Linked DNA regions of Mus musculus: all the other regions are linked to region 1. Evidence: chromatin contacts called from public Hi-C and HiChIP or PLAC-seq data. All regions are on one chromosome and are shown on one strand. Each heading gives the region's core, a stretch centred on a gene start, on an enhancer-like site or on the middle of the called end of the contact. The rest is flanking DNA. Distances are from core to core; before and after follow the strand shown. Region 1 holds the start of St3gal6 (ST3 beta-galactoside alpha-2,3-sialyltransferase 6). Region 2 overlaps Col8a1 (collagen, type VIII, alpha 1). Region 3 holds the start of Riox2 (ribosomal oxygenase 2). Region 4 overlaps Crybg3 (beta-gamma crystallin domain containing 3). Region 5 holds the start of Cmss1 (cms small ribosomal subunit 1). Region 6 holds the start of Col8a1 (collagen, type VIII, alpha 1). Region 7 holds the start of Gabrr3 (gamma-aminobutyric acid (GABA) receptor, rho 3).

Evidence for each region. A called contact is a pair of places that touch in the nucleus more often than the background predicts. HiChIP or PLAC-seq counts read pairs in DNA pulled down with a chosen protein or histone mark.
Region 2: a contact with region 1 is called in a FOXA1 HiChIP or PLAC-seq map of pancreatic cancer cells. The contact joins the enhancer-like site here to the promoter of St3gal6 in region 1. A contact is called at or near these places in 5 of 39 promoter capture datasets (embryonic stem cells, frontonasal cranial neural crest, hippocampal neurons and 2 more), 2 of 115 datasets of contacts at active chromatin or transcription factors (pancreatic cancer cells and stem cell-derived neural progenitor cells) and 1 of 9 other capture datasets (adipose tissue).
Region 3: a Hi-C map of CD8 T cells shows a contact between it and region 1, with 6 times the contacts expected there. The contact joins the promoter of Riox2 here to the promoter of St3gal6 in region 1. A contact is called at or near these places in 2 of 39 promoter capture datasets (embryonic stem cells and pre-B cells), 1 of 484 Hi-C or Micro-C datasets (CD8 T cells) and 4 of 115 datasets of contacts at active chromatin or transcription factors (astrocytes, memory CD8 T cells, pancreatic cancer cells and 1 more).
Region 4: a Hi-C map of cardiomyocytes shows a contact between it and region 1, with 2.9 times the contacts expected there. The contact joins the enhancer-like site here to the promoter of St3gal6 in region 1. A contact is called at or near these places in 2 of 39 promoter capture datasets (the C10 cell line and hippocampal neurons), 1 of 484 Hi-C or Micro-C datasets (cardiomyocytes) and 1 of 115 datasets of contacts at active chromatin or transcription factors (pro-B cells).
Region 5: a contact with region 1 is called in a Hi-C map of cerebellum, with 2.3 times the contacts expected there. The contact joins the promoter of Cmss1 here to the promoter of St3gal6 in region 1. A contact is called at or near these places in 8 of 39 promoter capture datasets (the 3T3-L1 cell line, 3T3-L1-derived adipocytes, the C10 cell line and 4 more), 1 of 484 Hi-C or Micro-C datasets (cerebellum), 8 of 115 datasets of contacts at active chromatin or transcription factors (cardiomyocytes, embryonic forebrain, embryonic stem cells and 4 more) and 1 of 9 other capture datasets (adipose tissue).
Region 6: a contact with region 1 is called in a FOXA1 HiChIP or PLAC-seq map of pancreatic cancer cells. The contact joins the promoter of Col8a1 here to the promoter of St3gal6 in region 1. A contact is called at or near these places in 1 of 39 promoter capture datasets (hippocampal neurons) and 1 of 115 datasets of contacts at active chromatin or transcription factors (pancreatic cancer cells).
Region 7: an H3K4me3 HiChIP or PLAC-seq map of embryonic limb bud shows a contact between it and region 1, with 5 times the contacts expected there. The contact joins the promoter of Gabrr3 here to the promoter of St3gal6 in region 1. A contact is called at or near these places in 5 of 39 promoter capture datasets (the 3T3-L1 cell line, hippocampal neurons, liver and 1 more) and 1 of 115 datasets of contacts at active chromatin or transcription factors (embryonic limb bud).

Annotation. Positions count from the first base shown.
Region 1 is chr16:58,520,987-58,524,837 of GRCm38.p6, forward strand. St3gal6 (ST3 beta-galactoside alpha-2,3-sialyltransferase 6) reads right to left here and starts at 2,440. Exons shown (of 11, transcript NM_018784.3): 1 at 2,090-2,440.
Region 2 is chr16:57,648,722-57,652,486 of GRCm38.p6, forward strand. All of the region lies in intron 2 of Col8a1 (collagen, type VIII, alpha 1), which reads right to left. Among named protein-coding and RNA genes, the nearest start is that of Gm51269, 40 kb to the left of the region's middle. Within about 2 kb of position 1,315, at least 39 of the 459 cell types and tissues checked have an H3K27ac peak or open chromatin away from gene starts, as enhancers often do. A contact at or near this core is called in pancreatic cancer cells, where this site is marked.
Region 3 is chr16:59,469,360-59,473,587 of GRCm38.p6, forward strand. Riox2 (ribosomal oxygenase 2) reads left to right here and starts at 2,416. Exons shown (of 10, transcript NM_025910.3): 1 at 2,416-2,586.
Region 4 is chr16:59,515,919-59,519,989 of GRCm38.p6, forward strand. The region is part of intron 17 of Crybg3 (beta-gamma crystallin domain containing 3); the gene reads right to left. Among named protein-coding and RNA genes, the nearest start is that of Riox2, 46 kb to the left of the region's middle. Within about 2 kb of position 1,828, at least 96 of the 459 cell types and tissues checked have an H3K27ac peak or open chromatin away from gene starts, as enhancers often do. A contact at or near this core is called in cardiomyocytes, where this site is marked.
Region 5 is chr16:57,605,193-57,609,093 of GRCm38.p6, forward strand. Cmss1 (cms small ribosomal subunit 1) reads right to left here and starts at 1,675. Exons shown (of 10, transcript NM_025599.3): 1 at 1,474-1,675. The coding sequence starts at 1,534.
Region 6 is chr16:57,752,229-57,756,001 of GRCm38.p6, forward strand. Col8a1 (collagen, type VIII, alpha 1) reads right to left here and starts at 2,509. Exons shown (of 4, transcript NM_007739.2): 1 at 2,412-2,509.
Region 7 is chr16:59,405,884-59,409,708 of GRCm38.p6, forward strand. Gabrr3 (gamma-aminobutyric acid (GABA) receptor, rho 3) reads left to right here and starts at 1,499. Exons shown (of 9, transcript NM_001081190.1): 1 at 1,499-1,614. The coding sequence starts at 1,499. Gm33611 (a long non-coding RNA gene) reads left to right here. Exons shown (of 3, transcript XR_384916.2): 3 at 1-278.

The sequences.
Region 1 (3,851 bases), core at 1,190-3,689:
AGCTCCCATCCTCTCCATACCAACTCTAGACCTACTTCCACAACCTGGAAGTCAGGAATGACCCTCTAGCTTTGGGGGAAATATCTAGCTTTCTTGTATTTCATCTGGAGGCCTTAATTCTTACCATGTTAAAAGAAAACAAAAATCCTTCCATTCTTATGGGATAAAAGGCACATAAATGAATAGTCTTTCGAGTTTTTACCTGCTACTGAAAAACAAACAAACAAACAAACAAACAAACCAATGTCATCTACGTACTTTGTATGAGAAGGAGAGAGAATGGGGGAGAACAGGACCTTTTCACACTGGCTTTCAATATTCATGATGAGAAAAACTTCCTAAGAGCTGATTGCTTTCCTCCTCCTTTTTTTTTTTTTTTTTTTTCTCAACTTCCCACAAAAGGAACTCCCCTAGTGTCTGACCAGAAAGTGTGGCAAGGAGAGATAGTTCAGCAACTCTTACTTTGGGTGACCAAGAAAAGAAATTCAGACGTGGGAGAAAACAGATTGTTATTCTCTCTCACCCTCATTACTTCTCTCCGAGAACCTTTTCCTTAGCCCGAGGGTACAGCAGTCAAGTTCTTGATCAAGTTTGAGGTGACTACAATGAGTGGCGTTGCCATCAGGAAAGAGTTCCTGCCACCACAAAAACTGAGACAATCCTGTTTCTGGCACCATGGTATGGAACCATAAAGACTGACATATAGAATGCCCTGTGTACTATTTTGTCACATGCCAACCTTGCTCCGTGTCATAAAATACAACTTTTGGGAAAACAGATCAGAATCATACAGACATTTTCCATAAAAGTTCCCTTGATCCCAAATCGCCATTATCTAAGGTGCCTCTGAAACAGATAACCTTATTCAAAGTCAAACTAACTATCTAAGGCATTATTATTATTTTTATTTATTTATTTATTTTTCTGATCTTGCTTTCAAAAGCAATCTTTTGTGACACTTAAAGCCTTGATTGATCAGAGCTTCCCAAATATTTCACATCACCATGTCGATAAAAAGATAGCTCCGTGGTTAGAAGCTGGAAGGAAATTCTGGATTTGAAGACCGGGAAAGTCAAATCGTCAGGGTAGCCTAATAGGGAGGCATGGCCATCTGAGGGCATACTGAAGAAGCCTGAAGGTCGGCACGTCAGGGCACTGGAGCCATTAAGGACCTGCTATTTTCTAAACCATCCACTATTCATGGCATTAAGGTGTTTCTCTTAAAAACAAACTTGACTCCTGAATTTGAAATCTACGTGGTTTCTAATAGGCTAGCACCTACCATGTCCTTCCTGTCCCATCACCTTTAAACACAATTCTTCACACCCTGGCTGCCCTTCTCCTGGCTTCCTCTAAGGATCCCTAAAAGGCACTTGGAGTTTCTTTATTTTCTAGAAATCGCTTTTTATAGATTTTTCTTTTAAATCAAAATAACAGTGCGCAAGGAAGGGGCTAAGCCCACGAGAGCTCCCTAGGCAACGACCGCAAAATAGCAAGTTTCTTCTCTCTTCTCTTAAAAATTCACAGCAGCCAAAACTGCAGTTTTCTCACCGTTGCCCTTCAGTCCAAACAAACTGTCTCGGCTTTTTGTTAGGTTTAGTTTTATTGTACCAAGAAAGATTTCTTGGAAAACTCAGTAAGGTAAAAAAGAACCTTCCAGGCTCATTCACCCTTCCTCGCTTACAGACCCTTTCAGAAATAATGGTGATCGAGGAACCATGCTCTCCTGTGGGTCTCCCACTGCATAGATTGGGGGCGATCCAGGAGAGCAGAGTCCTAGCGCCCCGGAGCACCACTCTCTCTGGGTTCTCCCTAGCAGCTCTGGGACCCTACAGGAGAGCTCCTGGCTGGTCACCCCGCACACCCTGCTGCCTGGAGGATCTCAGGGCCCCAAGGTTCCCTCATCGCTCCGGTGATTTAGCAGAGGACGAAGGGTCTGAGAGCGCGCAGAGTCCCCTTCCCTACTCCGCAGCGGTTGCAGAATCGGAGTGCCTGGGCAGCATCCCAAATCCCATGCTGGGTCGGGGAACGCAGTCTTCCCCGCACCCCCAGCTAAGCAGACCCGCAGCGTGGCCAGCCGCAGAGTTACCTGCCGAGGCCCGAGCTCGGCCACCGCAGAGGCATGCACAGGGCTCTCCGCAGCGCGCTTCTGTCTGTCCCGTGGCGTCTGCAGCATCGGGTCCCGAGCAGGCGGCGAGCGGAAGCCTGAGCTAGCGGGGTGACAAGAACGCGATCCCTTCCCTCCACCCCTACCCCCGATGTGGCGAAGGAGCAGAGCGGAGCGAGGCGCAGTGTGGCCCGGAGGCTGAGACCGCCAACGTTCCCCTTACAGCTCTCAGCGCCGGACTCTGGGTCCCCCGGCGGCTGTGTGCTACGCCGCGGGAAGCTCCTCCTTATTGCTGGCGCCAGATGCTCGGTGGCCGCCGCCCCCAAGTTCCTGCCGAAAAGTGCTGCCCGGTGGCTGCCGGTGGGCTCAGAGACCCCCGGGGCGGTAGCCGTGCTCTCTGGCTCCTACCTTTAGGGCGGGGCGGTCACCAGCCGCTTGCTCTCGCTGGGAGTCCCCGACAGGAAAATCACTGCGAAGGGAGGGCCGGGAAAGGGCGGCGGGTGGCTTCAGGACAAGGTAGGAGGATTGATTTCCAGAGCCAAGAAGACACTCCCATCCTGCCCCGGTTTGTTGGGAAAGCTGCGGGAGCAAAGGCGGGAGGCTGTAAGGGGCTCTCCTTTCAGGCGCTTATGGGAGGCAGAAAGCAACAGAGTTTAGTTTCACCCTGGACTGTCTGTGACATCAGACACAGTGGGTAATTTGGTCTCTAGCTGAAAGGGAGAGGTGTTCACAAAGCTACACAATTTCCTGCCTCTGCTCTTCAAAGACAAAAGTGTTAGCGGAGTAGGTGTAGACATATATATAGTTCATCTTATATTTTAAAAAGACGTTACCTCAGAAAGAATGAAAGGGGCACTTCTTCACTCCTTTCCTCGTTTCTTCTTTCCTTTTCTTCCTTTCTTCTTCCCTCCCTCTCTCCCTATCCTTTCTTTCTGTAGCCTTCACTAGGAAAAAGTTTGTATTAAGAAAGCCCTCAGACTTGCATAGCTCTGAATGCTTTTTAAAAATCAGTGTCTGGTCAAATACTCACATGCAATCAAATGACCTCCATCCACCTCCGGGAGAGAAGCGCTACTGTCTGGGAGGAAAGGAGCTGGGTGTAACTCAAAGCTGACAGTGTGTCAAGTGGCAGCGAAGTCCTCCCACTCGTGTGATGGACCTTCTAGTATTTTCCTTAATTATACCAACAGCCCTAGGAAGTTGCACTTGTTTTTCCAATCCAAACATGGAAAGGGCTCAAACCATTCCGATTCTTACCCTTTCTACAGATTACCTTTGACATAACTCACATAGCTTTTGTAATTATATGCTTGGCTCTTGGAACACCAGGGTAGTCAAAAAAAAAAAAAAAAAAGTCCTGGAATTTGTCCATCTAGATAAATTTTCTGGAAAACTACCACAAACTTTTAGAGTTTCTGCTGAGTTCTCCCATGCTCTCTTCATGATCTTCAAAATGAAACCCGCATTTTGCTTTATTCCTCCTGACCTCCTAGGTTTTGTGTGCTCGATTTGTTTTTGACCGCACTTCCCTGTGTAATCTAGGTTGGCATGGAAATCTCGGTTCCCTTTTTTCAGACTCTGAAGTCCCTGGATACCCATCTGTGTAGTGGTGCGATGGGGAGGGGCATTCCTAGATTCTCCTCCGTTTTGCTTTTGTTGTGTTGTTGCTTTTATACAAGGTTGTTTTGTTTTGTTTTTTTTTATCTTGCTGTGTAACCGAAGCTGGCTTCTGACTCTTGATAAT
Region 2 (3,765 bases), core at 65-2,564, 870 kb before region 1:
GGATCAAGGACAGACTTCTTGTAACCAAAGAGATATGCCAGTGTGGGAAGATTCAGGTAGCCCCATAAAGCAGTCATTTTTGCCTCAAGACAAAAATAATTCTCCATAGCTCTACAGAGTGCTTAAGATTCCAACTAAATTTCTAGAACCTAGGAAAGCTATCGCAGCCTCAGAATTGTGATAATTATGACTGACCTATGATTGAGATGAGAAACGAGGAATGTAGGAGTACTGAGAAATCTGGATGGGCTGTCCTGACTGGGACTATGTAAAGGGTAATGTGGAGGTTCAAGGTCACAAGTGCCTTGGAGACTAGAAGCATCAGATGGAGGGATGAAGTTGAGCCTTGCCACACAGTCCCTCTACCAGATCGTGGGGATGCTGGTCAAGATGCTGTGATTGCCGTGTGGCTGTTACATCACCACTAAGAGGTGAGTATGAATATATTCAAAAGGATTTCCTGTAGTCTGCCTTTATAGAAGTAGAGTCAACCTTCAGCAAAGCTCTTTGGAGACTGACTGTCCCCTAAGTTTGCTTCAGATGAGAAGTTTTGGCTGTTGGCAAGGCTTGGAACTCAGCCTTCTTTCCCAGCCACCCATGGCAGGGGCTGCTGCTTCCCAGACATGTGTGAATGTATAGAGTAAATGACTGACACCCTTGTCATAGCACATGGCTAGAGTTTCAAAGCATAGACACTGTATTCTAGGCAGGAAAGAAGCTGACTCGCCCCCACCCCAGCCCCCAGCCAAGCTACATGTGACAAATGGCCAGTAGAAGGCCCAAACCAAGGTTCTTCTATGCTATTTTTATCTTAGTCTCTGATCACATGGGGGGGGGCAGTGGGGGGAGAGCTAAGGCTTCTCTGATCATCAGTTTAAAGATCTCACAGCCCAAGAGGCAAGCACCCTCTCCTGGAGTCAGACTCACAAGCCTGCTGGATCATTGTGCATATTCCTAGTCTGGAATGTGCCAAGGATAGCCAGGAGATGCACACATTCACTACTGTTTCTCCCTATATAAATTTCTCCTAATAAACACAGCTTGGCCCTTCGCCTTTGTCTGCATAACAACCTTCAGATACTGTCCAGCATTCTATCTAAAGAGATTGGAGTTCTTTCTCTACAAAGGAGAAGAGAGATGTGTTCATCTGGTAATTAATCAATTGATCCATTCCTTTAATACAGTTCAATATCCAGCAAATGCCAAGCAGGTGCTGGAGACCTAACAATGAGCAGAGAGTGAGATCCCTGTCCTGGAATGACTCAAAGTGCAGGGCTGCTTGGCTGAGGCCCTGGCCACTCAGACTCCTCCCCTTGGTCAGTTCTGCTTCTATGAGTTAGTAACAGGGGTGGGGGTGGGGGAACATTGAACTCCTGGTCCTGTGTATTGGTCTGGCTGACTCACTAAGATAGTAAGTGCCAGCATTTTTACAATCTCATGTTGGCTCCCCTCCACCTCCCAGCATGTGATTGGGCTTCTTCTACCTTCTGGTCCTTGAAGTGTATCCATAGAAAACAAACTTATTTCAAGATCTGTCCGACGAGACTTGCAAGGAATGTAAATAAAGGACACTGCTGCATAGCAAACACAAGTAGCAACTGAATAACCTGAGTGTATGGCCTTACACAGGAGTACAAGGAACAGTAAGTTATTCATGAGAACTGTTAAAAAATTGGGGAGTTACTACACTTACATATTATCTGGCATACGATGATATTAAAGCAATCTTAAAATATCATAATAAATTTTACTATTACTTATTCTAACTTCTGAAGTGTCAAATGGTTCATAACTGTAATAGCTATTCTCAGATGTCAATTTGACTTCACCTGGAATTAACTAAAACCCAAGTGGCTGGGTATACTGGTAAAGGATTTTTTTTTCCTCAATGAAATTATTTGAAGTGGGAAGACCCACTATTAGTTCTGATCTTTTCAGGTGAAAAGATTCACCTTTAATCTGGGCCATTCCTTCTGGTGGCAATCTATATAAAAGACATGGAAGAAGGGAGCTTGCTCTCTTTGCCTGCTCTCTCTCTCTCTCTCTCTCTCTCTCTCTCTCTCTCTCTCTCTCTCTCTCTTGCTGGCAAGTCCATTCCTTTACTGGCATTGCAGCCAATGTCTTCAGGATACCAGAGCATACTGAAGACCAGACGAGACATCCAGCCTTGTGAACTGCAACTACTGCAGTTTTGGACCTTCTTTTGGTAGACAGCCATTGTTGGACTAACTGGACTACAGCCTGTTAGCCATTTTAATAAATTCCTTTCTATATTTATGTAGATTCTGTTCCCCCACAGAAGAGATTAATACAGTAACCCGTGGTGTAATTTTCTACTTAAAAAATTTAAAAAGTATGCACCATCTAGTCACCATCTTATCTTCAAACCTATCATTTCTCTCTCCCCCTACCGATAGTTATCAATGCAGACATTTGATTACAGAGACAAACAAGGTAAATTGCTGCCCATCTTTGAGTTCTGATTGAGTACAGATGTGGATATTTTTAGCACGTGCTAAAGGCTCTTTTGGATTGAGCAGGTGAAGTATATACTATGTGGAAAAAAAATTTCAAAGAGTTTTCCTTACTACACCATTTCTGTGGACAAGTATTTACTTTTAAATATCTGTGTCTCAGGAAACACGGCTAGGGTTCTTAATGGCTGAGCCATCTCTCCAGGATCTTTAAAAAAATTCTCAAAATAAGGATATATGTGTGTAGAAATTATGATAGAACTTAACTTTATTTTGTGTCTGATACTTGAAATATAACCAGTGCTTCCCATGGTTGCTTACTTAGTCCATTCATAATGAGCTAAAGAAGTCTTAGCTCAACACCCACTGTAGAGTTGGGGTACCTATATGACATCATCAGGGACAGGAAGGGGCCACCTGCATATCTTTTTATATACAATTCAGTTTTATTTTTATTATTGTTTGTATTATTTAACTTTTTAAAAATTTATCTACTTATTCTTTTTGTGTGAGTATGTTGTAGCTGTCTTCAGACACAAGAGAAGAGGGCAGCAGATCTTATTACAAATGGCTGTGAGCTACCATGTGGATGGTAAGAATTGAACTCAGGACCTCTGGAAGAGCAGTTAGTGCACTTAACCACTGAGCCATCTCTCCAGCCCTTAACCTTTAAAAATAGACTTAGGTAATTTTAAAGTTCACAGCAAAACTCAAGGGAAAGAGCAGAGTTCCTGCATATCCTCCCTCTCTCTAAGCCTGCACAGGCTCTGCATCATCAGCATCCTGTACCAGAGTGGAACATTTGTTAGACATGATGAACCTCCACAGGCACATCACCCAAAGTCCAGTATCACAATTGGAGCCTCCCTGGGTATTGTATATTCTTCAGTTTGTACAAGGGATAAGGACACACATTTGCCATTCTAGCATGGCATAGCATAGTTTTAACAACTTCAGTATCCTTTATGTTCTGCCTGCCTGTCCATTCATCTCCAATTAACCAGCCTCTGTAATCACTAACTCATGCTTTAAGCATTTACAGATGCTAATAGTAAGGAGGCTTTTCATATCTGTTTCATTACTTAGAAGCATGCATTCATGTAAGCGCCCCCATTCATGTGCTTTTATGGCTTGATAGCTTGTTCGGTTTTGGCACTGAATAACATTCCATTGGTTGGATGTTTTACAGTTTATTTATGAACAGCACTTTAACTCTTATTTTGATTTCTCAAATCTCTAATTTGAGAAAACCTGGAAGGTACTCAAGACCGATAATGATGGTGTTGCCTAC
Region 3 (4,228 bases), core at 1,166-3,665, 950 kb after region 1:
GTGTAAATCAAAACACTGTGCTTTTTTTTTTGTTTTGATGTATTTTGCTTGTTGTTTTTTGAGACAAGGCTTCTCTATGTAGCCCTGGCCAAGCTGGAACTCACTTTGTAGACCAGGCTGGCCTTGAATTCTCAGAGATCCACCTACCTCTGCCTCCTGAGTGCTGGGATAAAAGGCGTGTGCTACCATTGCCAGCAAACAGGGTGGAGTTTTATGAAGGTGACTTTATTCATGATATTACTACAGAAAGGACATATATTAATGAAGAATATCTCACAATAAAGAAAGGGATCCAGGAATCAAGAAGTCAAGAAGGAAGAAAACCATGAGTCTTGTTATCTTAGGGTCTGTCTTCTCTTACAACACGTAAAGTCATGGTTATTCCCTGGAATCAAAAATTACGGGAGCAGTTATTGACATTGTAACACTTTAGCCACTGTGGCTGCTACAATCTCCTGCTGTACTATGATGTCACTGGTCTGTGATGGAGCCCAGTGTAGAAGAGATGCTTCCAAAGTCAAGACTTTCTAAAGTTTTATATACAAGCCTATGACCTTTAAAAGTCATGTAAAGACTCCATCATTTCCAAAACTAGCTAAGTCAACAGGCAATAAAGAGAGGGAAGCACCCCCACCCCCACCCACCGCTTCAGAGAACACTAATGCAGGCATGTCTGAGCATTGTACACTTCAAAGAGGTGCTATAACCACAAACCCACACATCAGATAAAGTTTTAGGGCAATCACACTTTCCTGAAATAACTTAAAAGATGTTTTGTTAACTAGGTTGTGCCTGCAGCTGGGGCCATATGTATATTAAATCTTGGATCAATGAGAAAGGGGCCTCAGGACCTGCTACATAGTTTTTAAATAAATGTGGAACTAGGGGATCAGGGTTGGGGGAGAGACTATTTTGTGACAATGAGTTCCAATCATTGAATGTGATTTAGAAGGATAATGTAAATGAAAAGTAGGAGGAAATACAAGACAAAGGAATGACTTGTAGAAACTGTAAATATGGCTGGTCTACAAAATGATCTTAAAGTCTGATGTGGTCTGTATTTTGAGAAGAATTTCTCTATATTTCTAAATATAGAATTTATCTATATTTCATTTTGAAGATAGAATTTTTATCTCTACCATCTATCATTTATCTGTCTTTCTATGTTATTCTAGGTCACGTTTCGGCTGAGATTGAAGTAATCTAATTGTTCTTGTTCATTTATATGAAGGATGGTGTATAGTGTAACTCACAACGAAGTAATTAATTGCGCAAGGGCCATCAAGTTATACAACACATCAACTCAAAATATTACCCTACTTTTTCTGAAGTATTTTTTATTTGATTCTCTCATGATATTATCATTAGCTCCTTTGATTGTAGCCACTTGTGCTGATGAAATTCTTCATAAGTTTTACTTGGTTAATATACATTATATTACTGTGCTATGCTTCATATAAAATAATTTGACCTCTATGTGGATGTAGAAAAAAACAAAGATTTTTTTATTATTAATTACTGTCATATATGATTTCATGACTGTTCCTCTTTTGCCCCTCTGTAGACCCCAATGCTTTGAGGATACTCAGTTGCTAATCCATTACCTAATAAATAACCAACTGTGTAAAAACATGCATGTATGCAAAACACTTTGGCACTAAGACTTATTTTCAGGCATTGTGATGGTTTAAAAAGGAGTAGTGGCTCCCATAGGCTGATATATCTGAATGTGTAGACATTAGGGAGTGGCACAATGTGAGAAGGATTGGGAAATGAGACCTTTTTGGAATAGGTGTGGCCTTGCTGGAGGAAGTATGTCACTGGGTGTGAGTTTTGAGACATTAAAATAAAGAAAAACTTAAAAGGATTGGAATGAAAATATATGAAGTCTAAACAAAATGGTTGGTACTAAAATTGTTAAGTTACCCGGGCGTGGTGGCACACGCCTTTAATCCCAGCACTCGGGAGGCAGAGGCAGGCGGATTTCTGAGTTCGAGGCCAACCTGATCTACAAAGTGAGTTCCAGGACAGCCAGGGCTACACAGAGAAACCCTGTCTCAAAAAACAAACAAACAAACAAAAATTGTTAAGTTAATAACAATCGTATACATATTAAAGCCATATACAATGACGGTTTTGGATCTTTTGTGGACCGATGGAGTACAAGCACTCTCTCAAGAAGCATGTTCTTGTATGTGTGTGTTAATAAAGGGAACTGTCCAAATTTATAGATTTCCCTCTAACTTCAGATTTGAAGGTAGCAACTATAAAAAGCACATTCACGTTCTGTGACCTTTAGGTTCATAGGCCAGAGCAGGGGAAGGCCTGTAGCTGTAGGCAGGAGCAGGGATGTGGTCCGGGGGCGGAGCCAGAAGTCCGGGGCGGGGCCGCGTCTCGTGGGCGGGGTCGCGTCTCGTGGGCGGGGCCGCGTCTCGGGAGCCCGCCCTGGACGTGACCACGCCGTCGCGCCCTTCCATGCCTTAGCTGGGTCAACTTGCGGAAGACACGCAACAGGCCGTGCCGGTGCAGCGCGTGGGACGCGGGTCAGGCTGAGAAGTGCAGCTCTGGAGGGCTGGGGCCTAACTGGTGAGCCGGGTGGCTGAGGGCTGGGGACCTGGCCACGTGCACCGCCGGACTGGTGGCGGGCGGCACACGCCGGCGAGCTAGAGCCAGGCTGCGCGCGCAGACGGGGAGGGGCAGGGACCACGGTCGCGGACTGAGGAGGGGCGCGGGGACTGTCGCCCAGCTCGGGACTTGGAGCGTAGGTTGCCTTTTTATCTCCACGTGAGGAAGACTGCCTGTCTGCCTGCCTGCCTCCAGGATGTCCAACAAGTGACTAAACAGGTTTCAGGAAGTCTACCAGCGGTCATGATCTGAACTTCCGGCGCCGGGAGTTGGGTTTCACCAGCTCCTTTTTAATACCTGGATGCCTCTGAACTTTTGGGCTGCATCTTTCGTGACCTCATGGACCCCCCGAATACACATAATTCGTATTCTGTTTATATAAAGCTGCAAAAAAACATAACTGCCATTCAGTGAGACATCTCTGAATTAATGAAAACTTTTCTGGGTGCTGAAGACAATTGCTTTCAGTTAGCCTGGTGATTTTCTTACAAGCAATATATAATTAAAAAGTATTTCACCACTTTATTTATTTTATGTGTGGATGTACACAGGCTATGATGTACCGGTGGAGGTTGGTGGACACTTTGAGGGAATCCTTTCCTTCCAGTATGTGGGTCTCAGAAATTAAACTAAGTGGACAGCAGGTGTCTTTACCGCCTGAGTCATCTCTCAGGCCCATGGTGTATAACTACTGTCAGGTGTGATTAATTGAGCTAAGTTCAATCTAGTCTTCTCTAGGTTAGTGGGCCTACAATTCGTTCATTAAGGACTTCTGTGAATGTAGATTTCTGCCTCCAGCATCAGAAGTGGTACTCCACTAGGTTTGATGTGTGCATCTAGACATTAGCGTGTACCACGCTTTGCTGGTAAAATACTGCTACCATGGAGAGAGACGTCCCTGCCAGGGCTGCTAGTGAGTATTGATATCTATGGTTACTTGTACAGAATAATAGTCCTAATTGTGCAAACCTCCTCCTCCTCCTGTCTTTCCCAAGTGGTGGTGGTCATGGGGTTTTTTTTGGGGGGGGGGGGTTTGTTTGTTTGGGGAGCTAGTGAGTAAGGCTTTTGAGAATTTGCTAAGAAGAAAAAGTGAAGAAAAATTCTGACTTAACTGTCTTGTGCCATACTTGGCTAGGTTTGTGCAAGGTAGAGGTAGCTATCTCTTAAGACACTCTGTGGCTTCTTGTCATTAAGTTTTACCATGGGAAAATTAGGTCGCCCTAAAATGTAGATTCTTAAGTTTGTCAACTATAGTAAGAGTGCCAACATTTATTTTCGGGTTGAACTTATCAGCGATACAGCAATTACCAGTTTATAAACTGAGTCTCTTTTAGAATTGTTTAAGTGCTTTTAAATCAACTTACCGCAACCCCAGGTCTATAGAAAGAAATATTCTTGTTTCTATCTGGGAGCCCCGTGGGGCTTACAGGCAGGTGCTGCACCATTATGGATAAAGCAGTCTCTTGTTTAATTTCCTGTGTTTCTTGAAATACAAGGAATGTCTTGGGTGTCCTGGGCATGTGAAATGGTGGTGCCGTTTGGTATATTTGGAGATAGGCCTGGTGTGTCTACTCTGCTCCACCCTCCAAAGGCTATAAAAAAA
Region 4 (4,071 bases), core at 578-3,077, 990 kb after region 1:
GCAGCAGCAGCAGCAGCAAAACAACAACAACAACAACAAACAAACAAACAAACAAACAAACCCCAAGAAAGCAGCTAGAAGCATAAAGAATGGCCATTTAGGACAGAAAAAAAATGCCTTGTGGTAGGTCTGTTGCTATTATGAATGTTTGAGTGCTGGGGCGGGGCTTGTTTAATTGTGTCAACTCGGCACAGCTAGAATCATCTGGGAAGAGAGAACCCCAGTTGACAAGATGCCTTCATGGTAGTGGGCTGTAGGCAAGTCTATGGGGGCATTTTCTGATGAAAGGCTGAAGTGGCCCTGGCCACTGTGTGTGGTGCCCTTGAGCATGTGGTGCTAGACATAAGACGGAAGCTGAGCTAGACCACAAGGAGCAATCTAGTAAACAGCATCCCTCCACGGCCTCCATCTGCTTCAGTTCCTGCCTCCAGGTTCCTGTCTTGGGTTCCTTCCCCGATTTTCCTCAGTGATAGTGGGACCTCAGAGTTTTAAGTCAAAATCAATCCTTTCCTCCCCAAGGTTCTCTTGGTTGTGGTATTTTAAGACAGTGATAAAAGCAAACTAAGACAGACTTCAAACATGAGGTCACCCGTGGTTATCCAATTTAGATCCTAAAGGACATAGGCAAAATGTGCATTTGTTTCCACAATGCAGGGCAAAATAGAAAAAGATAATAAAGGGTACTGGCAGGAGCCAAGGGGAGAGTTTGGTGAAGGAGACTCAACAATGGAATGGGGATGAGAGACTACCAGAAAGTCACACAAAAACTTTAGGGAAGAAATGAAATGAACAGCTCAGAGGGAAAGAGTTAAGAGGTTTTCATGGTGGTTTGTATCTGTGTGTATGAGAGAGGGGGGAGGGAAGGGGAGAGGGAGGGAGGGAAGGAGAGAAAGGGAAGGGAGGGAGGGAAAGAAGGAGGGGAGGGAGGGAGGGAGGGAGGGAGGGAGGGAGGGAGGGAGGGAGGGAGGGAGGGAAAGAATATTCCTAAATTCCTTAATGGGATGGAAAATGAGAAGGGAGAGAAAACAATTATATCTAGTACTTGCTACAGATTAGATGTTTGAAAGTTGCCATAGGAGCAGAGTGGGATAGTGATGATAATGACCATTAACAGGACTGGGAATGAAAGAAGGCGCCTGAGAGGGAAAGCGGAATGCCCAAGCACTGCTGTGGAGGGCGCACTGGGGACCTGAGAGGTGTCGGGGACAGCAGGCTGCTATGTGGGCTACAGGCAAGGAGTCTACTATGTGGCCTAGGGGAGCGGTACAGAGCCATCAGTAACAGAAACCCCCAGCTAACAGAGACCGTGGCCAAGGACGATTTCCAGAAAACGCGCATGGAAGGAGGGCAGGGCAGGCGGATAAGGAAATCTGCATTTCATGTCATGAGTTCACTTTACTAATCTCTACTACCTTTTATTTAGTGCTTACTAAAAAACTTGGTACATGATTAGTACTCAGTAATTAAAGTTGAATAAATGAATGTTCAGTAAAATCATTCTTGTGCAGTATTCTTAATATATCTACAGAGAATTCAGTCAGTTTAAACACCGCCACCACCCCCAATCAAAGCAAAAGAGAAAGCCCTTAAACTCTCCTCTCCCACATCACTAATCAGTTGAGCTTTCTATTCCCGGAGGCTGCAGGGCAAGCCACAGCCACCAGGCTTGCGGTTCCTGTCGTCAGCTTGCTCTCTCGCACCCAATACACTCATTTCTAAATATAGAAGGCCGTGGTTTCAGCGAAACACTTAAGCTTCTTTAAACCTAGCAGTTGATCTCTTTCATCTTAGGAAGCCATCTGGTAACCATCACCAAGGTTGGTAAAACCCTTACAGAGAAACAACCCGACACCAACCCGGTCCGAGGGGGCTTGAAACTTACACTAAGGAACACTGTCAAACACATCAGCTTCCATACACACGGCTACAGCTGGAGGAGATCTGGACGAAACCTCCAGGCCTCGGTTCTCTTTGCCAGCACCACCTGCTCTGCCATTGCTTTTCTCAGACACTGATACAACAACCAACAGTTCCCCATGGTAAATCCTACAGGAAATCTAAGAGGGAATTAGGACCACGGTCTATGGTGTACCATGCTCCTCATGTGACAGGTCACCAGACCTCCTCTAGGCCAACAGTCCTTTTGTTCTTTTTTTAAAAAGGAGGCTGGCTTTGTGACAAGGGCAGACAAAGAATATACTGAGGACTTTTAAATGTGACCACCTCATTGCCAAAACCCTGATAACAGAGACCACCTCCCTGATAACAGAGACCACCTCCCTGCCTCCCTAGGTGTACGCTGTGCCATTTGAATATTATCTTGTCAGCTTTAACTGTCCTCTAAAATGAAGTAGAAAAGCCAATTGATGACTCTCCTTCTTAAAAAGCTTTCATCCGTTGAACAGAAATGGGTGCACGATGCTGAGTTTCTGCAGAAGCACCAGATGTGACTCTGACTCCTGCCCTCCACTGTCATGAAAACAACCACGACCCTGGTCAAAGGCGATCCCATCCTACCCACCCACCAGTAAGACACACAAGTGTGTGTCTACAATCAGTGCTCGGTCTGAAACAGAAGCTACTCAACGGCTCTGTGACGGCTAAAAGAAGATGTGGAAAGTTAAAAAAGAAATTTTGTAAACACCCATGTTAGAAAGTACAAAGATTCTGAGGACTTCTGTGAACGTTAATTCACAATATTACCTCTAACCATGTGAAAACCAGGGTGGGCCAACTTCTTTTTCATGCTCACTATATTTACCAGTCGATTTATCTGCACTAGAACTAAAAGCTGTCACCAGTTCGATAATTCCTGCTGTAACTGGTTTCTTTCCGAGGTGTTAACTGAGACCCAGACAAATTAAGAGACTGTCTGTCCCAAGTCACATTAGTGGGGCAACAAGTCTGGGAAACTCCTTCTACAGTGAAATCATTGCAACACTACAGATCATATATCCAGGGACCTCTCAACTGTAGCCTTCATCTCTACAGAGAAAAGGTAGCCTGGATAAAACTGTCACTTATAGAACAGGCTGATCCCACATGAAAATGAAATCTTAAGGCTCTCAGTGTGATATGATAGCATTAAGGCACTGGGCACTTAGTCTTAACGTGTCCACAGAACTGCAGGCGATACCCTCAATAGCTGCAGGGCTCATCATTCAAAACAAACCCAGCAGAATAGCCTTATATGTAAACTTAATGCAACCAAACAGAAACATTTCCTAGGATGAATCTAGATCACACTGGCTAGTGGCACAGCTACATACAAAAAGGCATATCATTCTAAGATCGCTATGGAGCAACAAAGAAAGCAGACGGGAGGGGGAGACAGAAGACCGAGGTCTAGGACTCTCCGTGGGAAGGAGACATGGAAACTGCATGTGACTGGGATCTGGAGGGATGGCTCATTTGTCATAGGTACACTAGTTTTGACATGCCTACTACCTTATTGTAACCAAATACATGCTCAAATACTAGCCTTTTGGTGACTGAAACAGTCTCACATGTTCCTCGTGATGGGCAGAAATGCCCCGCACAGACTTTTCAAGCATTCCAGCCATTAGGATCTACTTCTGTACAGATTACCTAAAATTGAGTTGATTCCATTCACCAAATTAAAAATCTTTCAAAAACTTTTTTTACTAAGGTACTTTCGTATTTAGGACATCTTTTGTTTTCAGAGATAATCGACACCAGGCATTATCTCAGTTGACATGACCACTAAAATGTGCTTTAAAAATACAATCCCTTCCCCCTGTGAATACGGCCTACTTTTCCAATGCTTTTTCAAGATTGGTGCTGAGCATATCACACTTCTGTTTCCGTGCCTCTTACCATTTTAGCGGTCTTCCCTTGACAGACAGGACGCATTAGGGGCCCCTTACTCTCAGAGTTAGTGTCCATGGGACAAGAGGGAGAGACCAAGAAGTCTATTTGTAGTCTCATTCCTTAGCCAAGATGCTATTCTTAGCCTGATACCAAGAATACTCTCTCCAAGAATGCTTTGGGAAACAAGATGACACCACTAAGGTTCAGATCAAAGGAGCTGAACATGGACCTTACCCCTAA
Region 5 (3,901 bases), core at 425-2,924, 920 kb before region 1:
CTAGTGCTCATAAAGCAGCAAAAACAATGCATGACAGCAATAGGTAGGCTGAGGCAGGAGAATTAAGAGTTTCAGAATTTAGATCATACTAAGAGCTCAACAAATGAAAACTGGCATTACTGTCATATCCACTGTCTCCTGGCATTTCTGAACACTCCGGTTTTCTTGTTACATGTATGGTGAGAGGGGGCATCTAAGACTCAGAAGAAGCTACTGAGTCATTTGAGAAACACTCCTCAAACGATGGGGAGACTGAGAGTTACAGATTACCTGACTTTTAGCTTCCTACTTCTGTCATCCCTAGTCTAGTCTCAACCCTGGGATCCAGACTGCCACTCGCCACTGGACTGACACTCTACTCTTCTGTTCCCCTTAAATCACAAAACCCATGCTGTAACTTTCAGTTTCACACTGAGAAATGGTCTAAACGTGTTAACTCTGTTTGCTATCATGTGAGATGGTACTGAGATCAAAATAAATGGAAATATGACATTGACCCTACCATCTAAAACTAGAGACAGGTGGACCTTGGATCCTTGGAGGGTGACTTGAGACAGTAACAATAGAAGTAGCTATCGCATGGTTAAGTCTTATGGGGCATGAAATGTTCAAGGCCACTGGAGTGGGGGGGTTACTTAATGCTACTTTACTTGAAAATAAAATGCCTACTGCACACAGAATGGGTACACATAGTACACCATAATAGAAACTGTTGGAGCCGAGCAGTGGTGGTTCACACCTTTAATCTCGGCACTTGGGAGACAGAAGCAGGCGGATTTCTGAGTTCGAGGCCAGCCTGGTCTACAGAATGAGTTCCAGGACAGCCAGGGCTACACAGAGAAACCCTGTCTAAAAAAAAAAAAAAAAGAAAGAAAGAAAAGAAAAGAAAAGAAAAGAAAAGAAAAGAAAAGAAAAGAAAAGAATTTGCTGTAAAGCAGAAGAGTTAAGCCCCTTGCTGGCTCGAACTACACATGATAAAGAACACGCTACTTTAATATTTTGTACATATACTACACGCCAAAAATTGTGTTGTGCTATACAACTTTAAATTACCTTCACTACATCTTCACAATTTTTTGGAGAGAATTACTCCTTTCACACGTGAGGAAAAAGGAGAATGTGTCGGAGTATCAGAGTCTGTGATTTGAATTCCCAATCTGAACCTAGTTCAGGGATTACTGGTAACCACTATGACAAACTGTACAGAAACGGTCTATCTAGTCTCAAGAAAATAGTAAAAAGTCTAGAAAACCAGAGCGCAGGAAGTAGCCCTCTCAGACTGGCAGGCGGCGACGGGGTCCCTCTCGTTCCACGTGTGACACGGTGTTGTCCCTCCCCAGTTCCCGCGCCGTCCCATGTTCCCACGGCTCCGCGCTCCACCTCCGGGCAGACCGCCACGACTGCCACACGCGGGTAAGGCAGCTGAGGCGAGGACCAGGGCAGGAGGAACGAGGGAGGCGGGCGAGAGCTTACCTGGGCTGCTGGCGGCTGCCGGCTGGTTCTCCCACCACTCGTCTCCCAGATCGTCTGCCATCCCCGTGAGACCCGGACGCGAACTGACAACCAGATGAAAGCAAGGCGGCCGCTCGCGCTCCTGGGCTCAGCTTCACTGGCGGCGTTAGCAACGCTACACGCGGAAAAACCAAGGAACTCCGTCGCCCGCGCCACTGGAGATGACGTCACAGACGCCACGCCCCCCCAGCTGCGGCAGCCAGGGGTGTCGCCGTTTCCACACAGGCTCAGACGTTCAAGATCGGCCTAGAAACTCCAAATAAATGCTCTGTTGAGCCTAGAAATACAAGAAAAGAGTTACCATCGGTTTGGGTTATTTTTTTTTAATATTTAAGTATTTTGTTTTGGTTTATGGCCGAAAAGCCGATGTCGAAAGTGCAAGAACGGATGCTAAGACGATTTTTCTCTGTTGGATTTCAAAGAGCTTGCACCGCGGGAGGAGACCCGAGCACGTGGATGTGTTTTCACTTGGTTGTCAGGGTTCTGGCGTTCCAGCGCCTGTGCAGTTTGTCCTTAGAAACGCACCTGAGAGTTGCTGACGATGAATGTCGGAACTTGGTTGTACATGTGAACGTTGCTGCTCTTTTTCTACAACTTAAGAGGGACGAATATCCTGAAGACCTGAAACATACCACTTCTCTATTTAAAATACTTAATCAGGTTTTGATATTCTCTTTAGAGGACTTGGATTGTGATCTGTCCCATTCAGTACCATGGCCCTTGGAACATGAATAGAACTTGGGGCCTGGTGTGGTGGCGCACGCCTTTAATCCCAGCAATCTGGGAAGCAGAGGCAAGCAGATTCCTTGAGTTGAAGGCCAGCCTGGTCTACAGGGGAGTTCCAGGACACCCAAGACTCTGCAGAGACATCCTGTGGAGGAGGAGGAGAATTGTTTTATTCAACAGTACATTTGTTTCTGTCATCTCCATTAGCCATCTGCCTGACAACAGGTATTAAGAGGTCAGGAAGGCCACAGGCCAAATGCAGCGATTGAGTTGTTTGTACCGGTGCTCATAAGTTACTTTTATAGTAGAACGCTTTGGACAACATAAACTAACCAGAAAGAAAGAGTGGCTTTAATATGGTGCGTCTATACATTCATACTTCGTGTATTTGCTAATTCACCCTTTATAGAAAAAAATACAAGCTCTATTGAATAAACAATATAAATTGTATCTTCCCTTTAACTGTTTTGTTACCAGTAAATAGATATCTGGGTTTATAAGTTAGCCTACCCTAACCCCACCTCCAACTCCAACACCCATATCTGGTACTGTAGAATCCAAAATAAGTTCAAGACCACCCAGCCTCTTCCCCTCTGAAGGGACTTTCAGAAACATAGCAGTCAAAATGACTGAGTCTACAGCTGCCAAAACAAAATGAGCTGTTCTTAGAAAAATAACCATAACAAGATAGCAATTTCCAGAGAAATCCCCCTACCCTGCCCCACACTGAATTCTGAGAAAGACTACAAACCACCCTGACCTTTCTAAAATTCCCTGTGACATTAAGAGCTGTGATGTTAATAGCTGACCTATAAGATCAAAATGTAGTGCTGCTTTGCTGATAATAACCCACCATAAGGGCAGGCAAAGTGAGTCACTAGGCCAAAGGGTTACATAGTCACCCTATACAAACCAACTAATGCGTGAAAGGGTTACTTGCTACACCAATGAGAATAAGCCAGATAGCCCTGTTACCTAAATCTGCCCCTTACAAGGCATAAAAAGTATGTTTTTTGTTTATTCTGGGTCTCTCCTCTTGCCTGGGTGCTGAGGAGGGTCCCCAACATGTTGGAATAATAAAAAACCTCTTGCGGTTTTCAGCAATGGAGGTCTCTGTAGTCTTTGTGAGTGAGGGTCTTTTGACAGACTCCAACAGTACCTGATCACCTCATGAACACAGGGAAGCTAAGGCTGAAACAACTACTGGAGCTTTGCCTGAGCCCCTTTTCCTGTATAGCATATGAATAAGTACTGTTAGAGTTTGGGTATGAATGGGTCATTTCTCAGGAGTTTGAACTGGACAACCTTCATAGAAGACAAGTCACTTAAACTTTAGCTTGTCAATGTTTATCAGTCGGCAGTATGAGTGTAATTTTAAAAAATCTGTTCCTTAGTGAAAAAGTTTCAGGTAAGCTTTTAACCTTACTGGGCTTGCGGGGGGGGGGGTCTATAACACAAAGTAAATAAATTAGATGACCCCTCAGAGCTCTCCCAGTTCTGTTCCTAAATCTAAAGTGCCATACAAAGAAGTCTGAACAGTACTATTATAGTTGAAGGGTATGATAGTATGATTGTTTAGGGTAAGTTGTGTTGACGTTACTGTTCAGAACAGAACCGATTTGAGCATGGGTAAGATAGCGATTCTCCATCTTTGGAACCAGCA
Region 6 (3,773 bases), core at 1,259-3,758, 770 kb before region 1:
TTTGAGATAAAAATATACATCTACTTTCCTACTGTGTAGATATTTTACTTATTCAAAATCAGAAATAGAAATCTAAAATGTGTGGGTTTGTTTTTTATAAGTATAGCAGGTCCTCAAAATCTGTAGGGCATCCTTTGGGTGTCTCTGGTCAAGGAGACACCCACTCTTGTTTTCCTTTAGGGAGATAGCAGCAGCCTGCTGCAATAGCATGCGCTGGACATGGCCACACACGGGAAGAGGAGACTCGGGCTGTCCTTTGACATCCTGTGCAGAAGAGGTGATGTTAGGACAACTAAATGACACCTTAACTTTGATTTTTCTAAACTCATAAGAAGAAAAGTACCATTGTGCCTGGTACATACCTTAGGGAAAGACTCCTTTGACTGGTAATGCCCCCTGGGAAGGTTAGATCATGAACAGTCTGAGATGATCTCACCCACTTAGTTAAGGGGGTTGAACCTCATGACACATATACTGTTAAACTGTTCATAGCTGCTCCGTTCAGACAGTCAGGGAGAGCAGAAGCAAACCTTCAGAGAACAATTATAAGTCTCAAATTTAGCTTGAACAGAGTTCTATAATGTAAGCTTTTGGCCCTTAGGGCTGATAACTTTGACAGAGGAGGTTTTTGGAGGAAATTATAATCTTTTCTCACTGATGGGGCTGAGCAGGACTCAAGTATTACCTTAAAGGAGGAATTAACTTGAATGAACCCAACATTTGGGTTGGCCTTGTTTCATACCTGCACCTTCCATGGCTCATTACTCTTGTTAGCTAGAGAGCCAGCAGACTGCACTGTGGATGGAGATAAGGGGATTTGAAGATGCACAGGTCACATATTATATTGGCCAATAGTAATTTTATATCATTTTCTGAAAGGAAACCACATTCTCTGCAGTATTTTTCCACTGGGGGGAAAAACTGCAACGTGGGGGAAATGGTTCATAAGTAACTTGAATAATTTTATGCTAGCCCTTTCATGCTAAACAGTGTTTAATATTTTTACATTTCTTTTGATATATAAAAGATAAAGAGAATTTGGAAAAGCCCAAGCCACTTGTCTAAGTGTGTGATTTATTTCAGTTTTAGACCTACAGTGAAATTTCCCATTTGAAACAGCACACAACCAACAGGCATGAAGATGTGAATGGCTCTCTCCCCTTAAGAACCTTAAGGACTAAAGCGCTGCTTTGGTTTCTTGACTGGCAGCCTGGGCTTGTCTCCTCCAAGAGCAGCTTCTGCAGTTGCCCAGATGGAACATTTGAAGAGGGCTTTTCTCCCACATGAGAGCCTTTCATCCCACAAAACCCACAGAATATGGTAGCAAACTTGATGGCACAAGAGTCTGATTTTTATTTATTTTTCCAAAGTAGCTGTCAGGTTTGCTTCTCCTCACACAGGTGCACAGCACTCTGGAGAAGAAGAACAGATCAACCCCCAACCCACCTACCACAACCACTTCCCCAAACCACCCCTACACACATCCAAGGTCTCTTCCCCACTGCAGAGCTCTGGGGGAGTCAGTCAATAACCAGGCACTCGCTTGAGGAGGGCAGAGGGGACGGTGAGGATGAAAACCTTCCATCTGAAGTCTTTCTGGCTGATCTCGCTATACATCAGTCAGTTGTACACAGAAGAATTGTGCAATCTGACCGGCGTGCTTTCTGAGAAACATATTGAAACACTTCGTGTTTGAGGTGTGTATAGGCATCACAGAGTTCTCATACACTCTCAGTCTCCACACAAGACTCCTTTTAGGCTGTACTGGAAAGGTAGCCCAGCAGTGGCTCATCCTGCCCCAGCTTGTAAACTGGGATTTGTACTTTCCTATCTTCCAGTCACCTGATTACTGTCCCCGGGCAAAGGGCACTCGTTCACATCATTTTTTCCGAGCAGTTAAACCTGGAAAGATACTTCTTAAAGGACTCACAGAAGTTGTCTTGGGGGTTTGGAAAACATCACAAAATCAGCAGCCGACCTTTTGACTGTGCTATTTTTAGAGAAGTAATTGTGCTCCTTTAAAGTGCATTTTTTTTTGACAATGGGACAGATTCCCCTGCCCTTACTGATATGTGAACTATTTACAATTAAAAACACAAGCATAATACCGCAAACAGATACATTTAACCTCAGAAGCAGTCAGACAGACGGGGCACGCGGGGAGGGGGGGCAGTGTGACTTAAAAAGAGAAAAGATTTTTGTAATAGAAATGCTGTTGTTTCTGCCAAAAAGGAATTTTTATTTTACTGTTCAAACAGAAGTTTGTTTTCAAACCAGTTGCTAGTTAAGAAGCTCACTGTTCATTACAGCATCCTTATGAATCAACTCTAAGTAAAAGGCGTTGACCAGCAGGGACTCACTCCAGGCAGCAACCCCCTGCAAGTCAGCAGCCCTGACAAGGGTTATCTTACCTTGAGCACGTCAGATCTGGGAGACAGGGACTCGGGCTCCCACGGAGAGGACCGTGGAAGGGCTCTGATCCTCTGTGCTCTGCGGGTAACTTGCACTTGGCTTTTATGGACAGGTGGGCGGAGCTGTTCCTCACAGTAGGTGGGCAGGGATTGAGCGGGGGCGGCGGGCGGGCTGCCCCCGTGGAGCTGGACACTTGTCTGGGGAGGGGCAGAAAGGGTAGAGCCCGAGTTTTTAGGAGTGGGGAGAGCCAGGGACTTTGGAGGGCGGCGGAGTAAATAGACAGGAGTGGAGACGAATGAGGGAGAGTAGAGAAAGGCAGAGACCACAGAAGGGAAAGGTTGGGGAAGAAATGAATGGGGCTTGGGGACGGGAAGCTAAAGTAAAGGTAGGGGAAGAGAGAGAGATAGGGATTTGATTCTGGAAGATGAAATGGGTACTGGATTATTTTTCGGTTTTGTGTGACATTTTTGGCAGCGAGAGGAACCTGGGCGACTGTCAATAACAAAGGTGTTTTCTCTGTGATCGAAAAGCCAAGTAACCGCCCAAGAGAACTGACGGGTTTGGAAGCGAGGTAGAGGCGAGGAAGATGGGCTTCTGGAAAAGGGTGGAGGACAAGCCCGGTGAGCCCAGACAGTGGTGGGAGGGGATCGTCCCAGGGAGCCCCAGGCGCCCTGCCTCTGGGAGCTGACTGCTGCAGCCTGGCCCACCCCACCTCACTCCTGCCAGCCTCCTTCCACAGACAGTTCTAAGCGTGCAACATCCAGGCAGCTCCAGAGGCTGGAGCAGCTGTGAGGTCCATCTGCGGAGACAGCTCCGCACCAGCTCGTCCCTTCAGCATCAACATCTGCTTATGTAACACAGGATGCTAGGGCTCGCTGTCCTCTGGTTATTTTCGGTATTAAAAAAAAAATCTCTCCTAGCTAGCAACTGAAAAATGTTCGGTGTCATAGCTCTCTCCACTTGTCGTAGGCATAGAGAGGATTTAACCAACAAGTGCGAAGGGTCATGCTGAAGTTATTAAAAAATGTATTCAGAGAAAGAAAAATAAGGTCCTTTCGCTGCTGAGCGGTGACTCACTTCCCAGCCCAAGCTACAGTTTTGCCACCAAAGAAATCAAAGCATTTGAAAGGAGGACTTGAGACTCAGAGATGGGAAATGGGAGTCGGATAGATGCCTTGGAGAAGAGGGAATGACCTTGCTCACCGAGTACACACACACACACACACACACACACACACACACACACACACACACACGATCTTAAGCCATGCTGTGCTGTTTTCTGTCTTGTTTTCTAGCTAGCTCAAGCTGGCAACAGGCTAAGCTAGGCAGTTTAAAAACTCCTGCACTCCTTAGTGTGC
Region 7 (3,825 bases), core at 249-2,748, 880 kb after region 1:
GGTAAAAGGATACACAGTCTAAATTAAATACATTCTTATGATAAGTGAGTAACAACACATACAAGATGTTACGTCAACAAATCTATCTGCAGATCCTCTCAAACTCTAATTGTCTCTATACTGCTCATCTTTTAATACCTCAGTTGGAGAAAGTTAATGTCACTGGATATCCATTCCGTGACATTTACATCCACGCTGTATGCAGCCTAGCTGTCTGCCTTCTTGACATAAGCTGGGATCATCTGGGAGAAAGGAACCACAATTGAGAAAATACCTCCATGGGCTGGAGAGATGGCTCAGCGGTTAAGAGCACTGACTGCTCTTCTGAAGGTCCTGAGTTCAAATCCCAGGACTGGGAGAAAGGAACCCCAATTGAGAAAATACCAACATGAGATTGGCCTGTAGGCAAGCCTCTGTGGCATTTTCTTGGTTAATGATTGGTTGAAGTGAGAGAGCCCAGCCCATTGTGAGTGGTGTTGCCCTGGGCCAGTGGTACTAGCATTATAAGAAAACAAACTGAGCAAGCCTTGAGGAGCAAGCCGGTGGTACGCAGTGGTCTTCCATCATCTCGGCTCCAGTCCTGCCTCCAGGGTCTTGCTTGAGTTCCTGGCCTGACTTGCCTTAATGATGGACTAGAGAGTGAGAGCTGTAAGATGAAGTAAGTCCTCTCCTCTCCAAATTGCTTTTGGCCACAACATTTCATCACAGTAATGGAAGTCCTAACTAAGACATACAGGGAATATTAGCAGCCAGAATTTCTACTGTCTGTATGCAGGCAGCATGCATTAGGAGCATGGATGGCCCTAACTTAACACTGACAGGTTAATGTCTGGTGCATCATCCAGTACAGTAACATTTCATTTAGAGGTTGCTTACTTTATTTAACCTTAAATTGAATTACTTTCGTTATGAATAAACCATCATCATAAAATGTTGATGTTTACTTGAAAATGATAGTAATGTGAATTTCTATTGTGCAGAGAGGCCTGTGTGTTGGAGGAGAGGAGATGATTCCTTTCGGGATTAAATGAAGCTGTGAGATAAAGGGAAAGGTCTTGCAGTGTGTAATTAAGATTAAATTAATCATCTTCCTCTCATTAAGCATATTATTTTACAGAGTCATTACATATATTCAAATTATATTGCACCGGATTAAGAGGATTAGAGCCTAACCTAGCTTCTTTGTCTGCTGAGGGCAGCAGCTGAGAGTTTATTGAGTGGGGAATCAAGCATGCGACCAAGAACTGTCCCTGGGAAGAGGGCAAACGGAAGGTGTTGCCTTGTTTTCTTTACATTGCCAATGAGGCAGACAGACACAGCCTGTGAGTGATGCCAATCTACTTATCTATGAAACAACAAGCAGCATTGAGGGCAACGTCTGCTTGTCTCTTCTTATTCATTTTCGTGACCTGATATCTATTTTTTGAAAGACACATGGTCAGGACATTTCACTAGCTGTGTTGGTGGCACATCCCTGCCTTCCTTCCTCCTGGAAGACATGGTCCTGGCTGTTTGGTTGGTCTCCTTCACCTACACCTGGATCACACTGATGCTGGATGCCTCTGCCATCAAGAAACCCCATCAGCAATGTCTCTCTTCACCGAAACAAACCCGGTAAGATATGGAAAGAGAGTCATCAGTGATTTCCCAGTTTCTCTCCATAGCTGCCTCGGACCCTCTGCTAATCTAAAAACATCTCTTTAGGGGAAACCCATCTTTGTCGAAGTACCTGTGTCTGAAATAGCACTGACCCATCAGAAGAAATGGTCAACATCTGCAAGTATGGGATCTCCCATGTCCGGCATTATTTCTCTAGTTGTATTTATTTAGGTAGCATACAGTTAAATGTTTTGCATCGACACCATCTTTCAGGGAGCCTATTGCTCCAATGAGAAATGCACTCATTGCTAGGAATGTTGCTTATTTACAATTTCTTTACATGTTTGAATTAGTAGTCTAAGAAATGACTTTTCTTGTCAGTTTTGTGGAGGGAAACTTGGTTTTAGATTTTGAAGAGAGAGTGTAAGAAAGCATTCAGACCATTTGTTACCTGTTGAAAATAGTGCTCAGAAATGTAAATACCTTTCCAAAGATCAACATATCATTATTGTTTTTTGTTTTTTTTTTCCCATCAGTATCATGAGATGCCAGGCTATTTACAGGGAACCATTGGCTATCAATAGATTCTAGGAAAGAAGGAATCACTGATTTAGTTCAGTACCTTCTGATGTGTTTATAAAAAGATAAAGGTGTATAAGATATGTTCTATGGGAGCTGTGGTAAGGCATGGGGTAAGGGGGTGCCTCGGTGGGCCCATGCCAAGGCATCCCTTCCCCCTGAGGGACCAGCCACACCACGGTATAGTATAGAATAGAGTTTATTTAGGGCATGGAGAGGGGAGTTAAGAGAGTAGTAGAGGCAGAGAAAGGCAGAGAGAATGAGAGAGAGAGAGAGAGAGAGAGAGAGAGGCTGGCCTTGACCACGGGGAGAGAGGGGGAAGGGAATGGGGAGAGTGGGGGAGCAAGAGGGAATAAGAGTCAAGAGAGAGAGGAGCGGGCAAGCAGCCCCTTTTATAGTGGGTCAGGCCTACCTGGCTATTGCCAGGTAACTGTGGGGAGGAGCATACCTGGCTATTGCCAAGTAATTGTGGGGTGGAGTTTAGATAGAATGCCAACACCTTCTTAGCTGCCAACAGAGAGCTCCAAACACGAGGTCACAGAGACAGCCTGGTTCATCTCAGTGGGTTGCAAAACAAAACTAACCAGAGAGAAATGTGTTTGCACGGTGGGGCGTGAGTAGTGGGGGAGAGGGGTGGAAGATAAAAGTAGTTAGTGTGCAAGATGTGTGTGTATGGCATTGTAAATAACAGCAGAGAAGCTAGAGAAAGCACCCAAGGAGCTGAAGGGGTCTGCAACCCTATAGGTGGAACAACAATATGAACTAACCAGTACCCCCAGAGCTCGTGTCTCTAGCTGCATATGTAGCAGAAGATGGCCTAGTCGGCCATCACTGGGAAGAAAGTATTGAAAACTTTATATGCCCCAGTAAAGGGGAATGCCAGGGCCAAGAGGCGGGAGTGGGTGGGTAGGTGAGCAGGGCAGGGGGAGGGTATAGGGAACTTTCGAGATAGCATTTGAAATGTATTTTTAAAAAATATCTAATAAAAAAATAAATAAATAAAAAAGCTATACTGACCATTACATGTTTTGTTTTATTTTGTTCTGTTTTGTTTTTCCTTTTTTAAGTCAACAGTGAACACAAAGTCGTTCTGTTAAGGAGGAAACTTTTCCTTAGGTTAAATGACTCTTCTTTCCTTTTAAAAGAGAAAATTAAAAGGTTGTGTAGGGCAGGTTTCCTCCATAAGAAACCCTGGGGTTTCTGCTGTCTGGGGTCCAAATGCTGATTTTCCAGTTCTCTATGAACTAACTGAAGAGCCCTCCAGGCCACAAGCGAGAAGATTCATTAACATTTATAGCTGCTGCTTTTGTGCTGCAGGAAGAATCCCCTAGGGCACTGGGGATTGTGTAAACCATCACCCTGGTTCAAAGCAGCCACTCAAGATGAAACGGGGTGCTTTCCCTGAGCGAACACAGTCGTCCAAGAGCGAGTCTATACACTGCTCTCCGCACTGAAGGCTCGTCCCATAGAAGTGGGACGGGCAGATCTCCAAACTTCCGTTGTAAATGGATATCGCGATATTCTTTGTACGATGCCCAACCTGATTACCCACAAGTAATGGTGTCACTGATCAATACGCTGCCCCTTAGCATGCAAGAAAACCAGCGAGTGGAGAGGAAAGGAAGGCACGGTCTTTGTTTGAGAATC